Regions from separate parts of the Gossypium hirsutum genome. Here region 2 is linked to region 1. The links are chromatin contacts, called in public Hi-C maps. All regions are on one chromosome and are shown on one strand. Each heading gives the region's core, a stretch centred on a gene start, on an enhancer-like site or on the middle of the called end of the contact. The rest is flanking DNA. Distances are from core to core; before and after follow the strand shown.

Region 1 (4,947 bases), core at 808-3,307:
ATTTGTCTTATTTTAAAAAATAATTTTTTATTTTTAATTAATGATTTTAACACATTTATAATTAAACACCAAGAAGAAAAGAAAGAAAAGAACTATGTTATTAGAGGAGTGAAAATGTAATTAAACACCAAAAGTACTTTTGGGAGAGGAAAAATATTTTTCCTTTTTCAAAACACTTTTGAAAAGCTAAAAGAATTCAACTAAAAATAATTTGCTTAACACAGCTTTTCTTCATCAGTGTTTTCAAGCCAAAAGTGTTTTTTTAAGCACTATTAATCAAGCCATAAGTCATGTTAAGCCAATTATGGTCCAAGTCAATTATGGTCCAATTCGATTATTTTATATTATAATCAATTCAGTTACCCGAATGCTCATCCAAACACAAAAGGCCCGTTAAAGCTTATTGCAGAATAAGCTGGGCATGAAAAAACATAATAGTAACATTAGAGCAATCTGATTTGGATGTTGCTTAAAGCCTTGGACTCCAATCCGATAGTGGTGAAAGTTGAAACTCAGGATGATATAAACTAGAATGTGAAGGAAAACTTCAACTCCATCCATTTTCCCACTCTTCATACTCATCATAAACAGACAGAAGAAATACACTTTAAGGTCTCATTTTCCTACAGGTAAACCATTTCATAAATAACACCAGAAGGTACCATTTATCTACTGTTTCCATATCCTCCACCAAAGCAAATGATGCTTCACATTCATCACAAGTTCTAGCTTGAAATATTTCTTTCGATAAACCTAATGAAAACAAATTCTATAATGGTATGGAGTTGAGAGAGCAAATTAACAAGCCAGTAAAAAAGACTCGGGCAACAGACAATAAGTATTTTCTTTGACTAAACCCCATTGATGTTCCATAATTCCATTGGTATTCTGGCCCTAGGCAACAGACAATAAGTGCTTGTTTTTCTCTGACTTCATTTTCAACATACCAGACTTGTGCAACTCGGCCATCTACTTAGCATATTTGCTCAGAGTTCCAGCCCCCTCAACATCATAATGCTGCTAAACCCCATAACATACATGGCACGTATAGCAAACAACGGCTTTGGTCAGAAATAGCAAGCATTCTAGTGCAATCGTTACACTTTACCATCGTTAAACATTCAAATAATACCCAACAAAGGTAGGAGATATAGATAAAATGATTCACGGTGCTTGGAAATATCCAAATTCACCAATCCACCGAGCCCAAAATAACATAAATAAAGCATATACAAAGGTCATCAGCCAAACAAAAACAAGTAGAAAAACCCATAATTCAATTCAAATTGGTAAGCAGAAGTCGAAAATCATATCTAAAGTATCATAACATTAGAAATAAATAAAAAAGGTCCAAATATTATGAATATGAATGCTACTCATACTGATAAAAATGAACTATTGATTCGGTTTTTTTTTACAGAAGGTGGAGCCGGACGCTACTCAGTCTCCACCAGCCTTCTGGTAAACGTAAGTGAGCCCACACTTACCACAATAGTGCCTATCAAAATGATTAGCCATGAAAGTCCCGGCCCCACACTCCGCATTAGGACACTCTTTCCTCAGCCTCTGAACCTTCCCGGACTCATCCACCTTGTAGAACTGGAGCACTGCGAGCTTGACCTTCTTCTTCTTGTGCTTGATCTTCTTGGGTTTGGTGTAGGTCTTCTTCTTCCTCTTCTTGGCGCCGCCCCTGAGACGGAGGACGAGGTGGAGAGTGGATTCCTTCTGGATGTTGTAGTCGGCTAAGGTGCGGCCGTCTTCGAGCTGCTTCCCGGCGAAGATAAGGCGCTGTTGGTCGGGTGGGATGCCCTCCTTGTCTTGGATCTTGGCCTTGACGTTGTCGATTGTATCGGAGGACTCAACCTCTAAGGTTATGGTCTTCCCCGTCAGGGTTTTGACGAAGATCTGCATCTTGATGTGGAGGTGACGATGCAGAGAATTGGGGCGGGGGGTCGGCTAGGGTTTCAAAATGGGAGATGACTGAGGATGTGAAATGTGGGATTAGGGTTTTGTTAGAGGGTTGGGATGTGAGATTGAAAGTACGTAATTGCCCCTGCTCTTTCTAGGGTTTTGGGCTTTTTGTGGACTACTAATTGACTCAATTTATCATGTGAAAATAATTCGGTAAGAAAACGTACATATAATGCTTGATATTGAGTCAAATTGATTCCACACAAAAAAATTTAAAATAATTTTTTTTTTAAAAAAACTCCCTTAAATTTCTAAAAATAATCTTAAATAACCCATACCCAAGTTATCTTTATCCAATACCAAATTTTAAGATCTTTTTAGAGTTTTACAAAATTTTATTTTTTAGACTTTCTTTTTGACATTTTGATCATTTTAAGGATTTCTTTAATATTTTTTTATAATTTTTAAATAAATTTCCGCATTTTATAATTTAAAATTTGAATATTTTAAAAATTATCAATTTTTTTTCCTTCGGAGTTTTTGATATATATTTTAAAATTTTATGAATTTTTCATCAAATTTAAAAAAATTCCTAAAAATAATTCTTAAAAGTAATTTTTATAATTTCAAAAAATAAATTGTGTTTTTAAATTTTATAAAGAAGCCTTAATTAAAAAATTTATCTCCTGATCTATACCCATTTTACTAAAGAGTACCTAAACTTTTTTTTATCAATTGTGATACTTAAACTAATGTGTCATATTCCATTTAACCCCAAATCTTAATGCCCACACCGGTTGTAAAAAGAAGAAAAATTTTTCCAATTAAGATCGTCACCTCACCATGTGTTACGGAAGAAAAGTCTAGTAGCAATCGAGCACCAGTCGAGCGTCACAAGTGTCTTTATAATTATGTTATTTTCAGTTATTTTAATTATTGTAAAAATGTTGCATCTTGAGTCTTTTCATTTTAAGAATAAGGTGCATTTTTTTAAATGGGTCGGTATAAAACGACTCGTTTTGATGGTCAGTAACTGTTTAAGTGAAACAACGCGGTTTGGAGAACACATGGACTAATAAGTGCCAAGTTGTTTTGAAGTCATTATTCTGACACCTTTAAGGCACCAATAAGGGAAAATAGGGTGATTAAGCAATTTCATTAACAGAATTCTCAGTCTCTTTCTCTCTAATTCTCTCACTCTTTCTCTTTGTTTCTTTTGCAATTTTTCTATTATTTTCGTTACAATGTATCAGAGCCACTATTTCCTCATGGCTAATGAAGGCATCACCACCAAACTTCAAAAGGAAATAAGATAGATGCTACAGGAGCTATCTCAGTTGCAGTTAGAGGTTTCTCGAATTGACACCAAGATCGACTCGCATTTGAAGGACTTAATAAAAATATCAAAGGTGATATTCGTTCATAACTTCATTCATTCTTTGAATAGTATTTTGGCCAGTCACCATCAGCTAGTGCTATAGGAGCTAGGGTAGACAAGGGAAAATGCATTTTAGGAGGCCATCCTTCAGAGGCATTTAGCTCTAACTTCGATGTCAGACTCTCGAACATATGAACACATCTCCTCGAGTAGTTCAAATTGAGCCAACAAACAAACTTTTGAGGTTAGATTGTCCATGTTTTGATGGAGTAGACTTTAAAAGTTGGTGGGCTAAGCTTTAGCAGTTTTTTAAAGCTGAATGTGTGGGAGACCTAGCTAAGGTGAGATGGTGATGCTTCACTTAGATGGGAAGGCTTTGGATTGACATCGCTTCTTTGTGCAAAGATAATGGGGTTTGCATCACCTAACTTGGGAGACTTATGCTCGAGGATTACATGAAAGATTTTGATCTGACACCTGTATATCTCCCATGTTTGAGTTAGTTACCCTCAAATAGCAAGGCTCTGTGGATCTTTTCCATGATCACTTTGTAAGCTTATTAAGTTAGCTACAACTGCCAGAGATCTACGCCTTGAGTATTTTTATCAACAACCTGAAACCCAAGGTTGGTCAATATTTAAGGTTATTTAAACCTTAGAACTTGGTGGAGGGGTACTTATTGGCTAGAGAAGTGGAAGGCATATTGATGAAACTATATATAAAAAAAAAGAGTGTTGCTATAGGTAGTAGCATAGGATAGTTTAAACCATTGTTACCTAATACCAAGGTGCATCAATATTCAAGTGGGGTAGCAGGAATTGGAGAATAGTCTACTTATCTTGTGAGTTAAAGATCCCCTGTCAAATCTCTATCCCAAGTTGAAATGGATGAGAGGAGGAAAAAGGGACTTTGATTTTGGTGTGCTTCCAAATACACACCAGGCCACAAATGTGTCAAGTCACAGTTATTCCAATTGGTAATCAAGGCTCTACGAGATAGTGAAGGTGATATTAAGAATCTAACTATTGAAGAGTTCCAGGATTGTACGGAGCAGTTGGAACCAATGATCAAGACACATAACCTACTTCACCGATTTTGTCCTTACATGCTCTCCAAGGGTCTCAGCTTACATTTTCCAGGTTTAGATGATTTTTTTGGTAGACTCTTGAAGCACGCACAACTTCCTAGACTCTAGGGTGGCTAGGAGGTCGACTATTCTAGTAGAACAATCTACTCCACTAATTGTTATGGTAGCTAATGGGGTTAAACTCTATTGACAAGGACTTTGTCGAGATGTCTAATGGGAAGCACATGGCTCTAGCTTTAACACTGATTTTTTGATACTTCCGCCAATGTGCCAGGTGACACCAAAACAACTTTTTCCCCTTCCCCTGGCTTTTTCAACTCTCTTTTTTTGTTAGGCCATTTTTTTAAAATAATATTGGTGTCGCAAATGTGTCAGGCAACACCAGCATAATTTTTTTTTTGTATTTGTATAGTTTATGTTTTGTATTTACAAAATACTGGTATTTTTTTGGGTGTCGCCTGACCACTTAGCGACAACGGTTAAAAAATTATTTTTTACTTCATCGAGATTAACGACAGTACGAAAAAAATTTAGGGTGATGCCACTTGATGATGTGGCGGTACCTAAATTT
Region 2 (4,947 bases), core at 1,104-3,603, 330 kb after region 1:
ATTTTTAAAATTTTCAACAAAACAAGCTTTCTTTAATATTTTTCATTTTCCAAGAAAACAAAAATGATCTCTATTCCTTGTAACCAAATGGAGCCTAAAGTTACCAAAATATTCTCAAAAACTAAGCAAAAACCAGAACTCAAAAAAAAAAAAAAAACTCTATTTTTGTTGTGATTCTAGTTCTGACCTCTTTGTCTTCTGTGTCCCAAGTACCAAGTAACCGAGACTCACCTACCTATTTATTGCAAAATTCCTAGAATCCTAAATTAAGTTAACCTGGAATTTTGATTCTAGCTTATTTATCCCAACTTTTTAATTCTAGCCTAATCAAAATAAAATTCAAACCAAGCTACATTATCTAAAAAAAAAATTCGTTCTTTTTATATGTTTTTTTCTTTTTTTTTATGACTTCTAAAAAACTAAATTAAAAATAAGCTAAAAATAAATAAGCTCAAACTAAAACAGCGAATGCAAAAGTCATTTTGTTAGCCAAGGGGACAGCAGAAAGAGGCAAGGACAGATACTCTCCTATCTTCTAAGTTTAGACAACAAGCTATTATGTCTCCACAAAATGTGCTACCTTTGGAGAACATTAAACAAGAGATTTCTTCCCATGTTAGACTATCTATTGAGTTTGCAAACCATGATTTCTTGGAAAACTCAATATTTTCTCAAGAAGTCAGGAGAATTACCAGACCGTAGACAAGTATAAGCTTCAGCAATCTGCAAAAAATGCACATCTTTAGGTTATATTTGTCACAACCGTAAATGCAGTTGGAACTATTTTTAAACTGCAGAATACAGGATTAAAGATATCCACACAATTATCGCATTCAGTGCTCCCAGATGAAAGAAATATTTCATATTCAGATACAATAAATGAAATAAACTAATTGGAAAAACTTAATATTAATACTGCATCGGTTACTCGTTTTCCAGTATGTTGGCTCTTGTCAAGAATGGCAACCTCCAGAAAACGTACCATAATTTAGAAAGTATATGGCTCAAAAGGCCAGTCTAGAATGATAAGTTTCTGTGAAGGTTAGGTAAATTATTCCAAATAAAAACTACCGTTTGTTAAGACTAAACCTAGTCTTTACCAGGTAAATTTCAGTTTATCTCCCAAATCCAAGGTTAGACTTAACATGTTCAGCAGTTAGAAATCCAAAAAACTCGTGAAAGAATATAAACGTACTGCCAGATCTGATTACTCACCAGAACATACTATTCTAAATCGCTGCTTGCACCATGACTTAACCAAAACATGATACAAACCCCCAAGCAATCTAGCTCCCTCCAAAGAATTCAAATAGCCAATCCAAGGTAGACTTAACATGTTCAGCAGTTAGAATCCAAAAAAACTCGTGAAAGAATATAAACGTACTGCCAGTCTGATTACTCACCAGAACATACTATTCTAAATCGCTGCTTACATGCAAAAAGAATCAAGAAAGACTCCCCAAGTATATTTTAGATAGAGTGGAATTACTAACAGTCACAAAACTGCTCTAAGCTAATATCTCTCAAACCTAACATTGTAAAAATGCTTAGCTTGTTCAAATCAACCTCTAAAATGCTTAAGCTTGTCTCAACAAGCTTCAACAGTTCCTTTTCAGATCCCTAATGATCGCATCACTAGTAAGCCAGTACCCATATAACAACAATTCAAACCTGGCCCCGACGAAGATGTGCATTCCAATCAAAGAATATATTAGAAAACGGGTGAAAGTTTTAAAGGCACATCGATGCTTACCAACTTAAACTTAGACTCCGCCGAATGCTTTTCGTGAACTGGAAACAAGTCAGGATGCGATTCCCATACTTTCTTTCTATAAGCTGCTTTAATCTAAAATTCCAAATAAAAAACCATAAAAGAAATTAATAAAATATACAACTTCATAAACAAAGAAGAAAAAATCGAGAAATTTTGTTAGTCTAACTGATTTGAAGAAAGCAATCAAGGCCACAATCTCCAAAAGGAAAACAACTCGATTTATCAATTTCAATCCAAGTCAACAACCAAAAACAATGAGATTTAAAAAACCCCTAAAACAATCAAAGTTAAGAGCAAAATAAAATAAAATAAAAATGAAAAACTGAATGAAATTTGAAAAAGAAAGAAAAAAACCTGAGAAGGAGAAGGGCGAGAATTAGGGGGGAAGCCTAGCAGGAGTCTCGCTTCATCACCTTGCATTTCTGTGATTTAATTGGGCTGAGCTTTTCTTTGCTGGGCACTTAATTTTTTAATTAAGTGAAGCGTGGGCTTAATGCTAGTGCGTGTCAACAGGAAACTAATAGAGCGTGGCAAAGCGAAATCTACACTAGCGCGGCATTCGTAAGTGTTTTATTTAAACAAACTTTTTATCCCGTCCCATGCAAGATTATTTATATGTTTTAAAAAATTGTTAAATATATTTTAAAAAAAATACATCTTAAAATTATTTGTCAAATTATTAACTATTATTTTATCTATAATGAAAAATAATATAGATATTATTTATATTATAAATGTATATCAAATAATAAAAAGAAATCAATTAAAAAAGTATTATGCAAATAAATAAATTTGTAAGTTTTAATAAAAGAAAGTAAAAGGCTAAATTACGTAAAAATATCAATTTAAAAAAAATAATTGAGTGATTAGACCGATTTCTGGTATACTTATCGGAATAGGTCAATTTTAGAGAGAGTGTGAGTGAAAACGCGTCCAGTTGGGCGTGCTTTCCTGCACAATCAACAGAAAACACGTCTAGCTGGACATTTTTTCACCTAACGGTAACCTCCACCAACAGCCATAAAAAACAACTAGTTTTATTTCTATATAAACTCGGATCCTTTCCTCATCTTTTCATTCAAATCCAATTATCTCAATTCTCTTAAGAATTTAGTTTTAGAATTTTAATTAAAATTCTCTCAAGTTCGTCTTGATTTAATTTTGTTTTTCGATTTTTATTCATTTTAATTCAATTTTGGAATGGCAAATACTCTTATTCGTTTCGATGACAACCACGTTTCCGCATTTCAATTGCAAATGGGAAGACAATATTTCTAATATTTCTAATTTTAAGTTTATTATTAAGTTGCTAAAAAGATTAAAATTTATTTGTTCTTTTTGTTTTTTTATAATCAAGTTGAAGATCGAATTTTGGAGACATATATACACAATCTATCTTTGAGGCCATCACGTATGATTGTCAGAAGATGCGGGATTTTTGCACGTGTCCCGTATGCTCGGGGGTGTAAATTGGACCCCATACTTATCAATGTGTTGGTGGAAGGATAGGGACCCGAGACACGCACATGTCATCTTCCATGCGGTGAGTGTACAATCACACTCGAGGACGTTCAATTACAACTCAGTTTATCGGTAGATGGGCCAGTCGTTACGAGATCAGTTGTCGTTGGCGATTGGAGCAGCATTTGCTAGCAACTATTAGGCAAGGTGCCGAACAAGTTTTTTAGTAGCTGGATAAAGATGAAATGGTTGCAAGAAGATTTCCAAAATCTCCACGAGAGTTCAAGTCCCCTTGAAAGAGAACAATACGCCTTAGCACACATCCTGAGGTTAATTGGAGTTGTTCTAATGCCCGGTAGATCTCAAACTGTAACATCCTCAAAACCCCCTTGGTCGTAAATAATATAAGATAAATTTTTAGTGAAATAAGGTATAAGATCAAAGAAAATGAAAGTTGGAAGATATCAAAAGAGAGTTAAATCAAGAATCATGACATAATGTATAATTGATTTCTCGATAAAATGAGAAAATGATATGAAGATGATAAAAGAGAAAATTGAAGAGTATTAAAAAATAATAATAATTAAGAAGTAGGTTTTAGTATATTGATTTAAAGTAAGGACTACATTGTAAATATGTGAAAAGTTTTTGGCTCAAGTGTAAATATTCAAAATTTAGGGGATCAAAGTGTAAAAAAATAAGAAAGTTGAAGGATCAAAAGTGAAAATAATTCAATTTACTATGATATGGAATTGACATGTAGGGACCAAATTGAATAGGTGAAGAATTATGAGGGACTAAATTGTAATTTTACCAAATTAAGTGATGATTTAAGGATGAAATTTTAAAAGATCATAAAGGGAAAAATGGTCAATTAGAAAAAGAGAGAACTCTAGAAGGGAATGATGATGTTGGAGATATTTTGATGATATTTTATAATTATTTAATTAGATAAATAGTAATTTATTAATATTTTAATGAGATATTTTAATAATATTTTATTTAAAATAGCTAGTATAAACGGAGAGAAAGATGAAAAAAAAGAAAGAAAGGGAGAGGATCCTCCATATTTCCAACGTGAGTGAGGGGGAGAGAAGAAGAAAACTTTGTTGTCTTTATAATTTGGTTCTTCCACAAAAAATCCACTATTTTCACCTATAATTTCAAGGAATTTTCATAATCACCAAGAGAGAAAAGTGATAAGGAGATTATGAAGAACAAGAAAATCACCTTGGATTCAAGAAAATAGAAGTTGGAGGAGAGAGAAAATCAAGTTAAAGTTTGAAATCAGTAGGACAAGGTAAGAACATCAATATTTCAATATATTTTTAAGTTTGATATTATTAAAAAAAATCATAAAATTAATGTTAAAGTAGAGTTTTCTTATATAAGGTTTTATGTTCTTAATATGTTAGTGAAGAGAAATAAGAGGAAATGATGTGAAATATTGTAGAGAAAGGAAAGGAGGGTGTTATAAACTTGGTTATTAACATTTTGCACTAAAACAGTTTTGGACAACAGTAGTAGTCTAACTTTAAAAATTTACCAAAAATTGTAGAAATTGAATTAGAGGTTAATTAAAGTATGAAATTAAATCATATTGAGTTTAGTTTTACATAGAAAAAAATGGTGTAAGCAAAATAATTTCATATTATGAGATATATGAATTTTTGTGAGACAAGGTCAGATTGATTTTGGGTTCCCCTGTTCTA

The links. A called contact is a pair of places that touch in the nucleus more often than the background predicts.
Region 2: a Hi-C map of leaf shows a contact between it and region 1, with 2.6 times the contacts expected there. The contact joins the promoter of LOC107954391 here to the promoter of LOC121219086 in region 1. A contact is called at or near these places in 2 of 34 Hi-C or Micro-C datasets (both in leaf).

What each region holds. Positions count from the first base shown.
Region 1 is chrD07:21,050,681-21,055,627 of Gossypium_hirsutum_v2.1, forward strand. It overlaps LOC121219086 (ubiquitin-40S ribosomal protein S27a), which reads right to left and starts at 2,058. Exons shown (of 1, transcript XM_041096666.1): 1 at 1,261-2,058. The coding sequence starts at 1,911. The coding sequence ends at 1,441.
Region 2 is chrD07:21,384,551-21,389,497 of Gossypium_hirsutum_v2.1, forward strand. LOC107954391 (dnaJ homolog subfamily B member 6) reads right to left here and starts at 2,354. Exons shown (of 6, transcript XM_016889934.2): 1 at 2,129-2,354; 2 at 1,754-1,846; 3 at 693-723. The coding sequence starts at 2,194.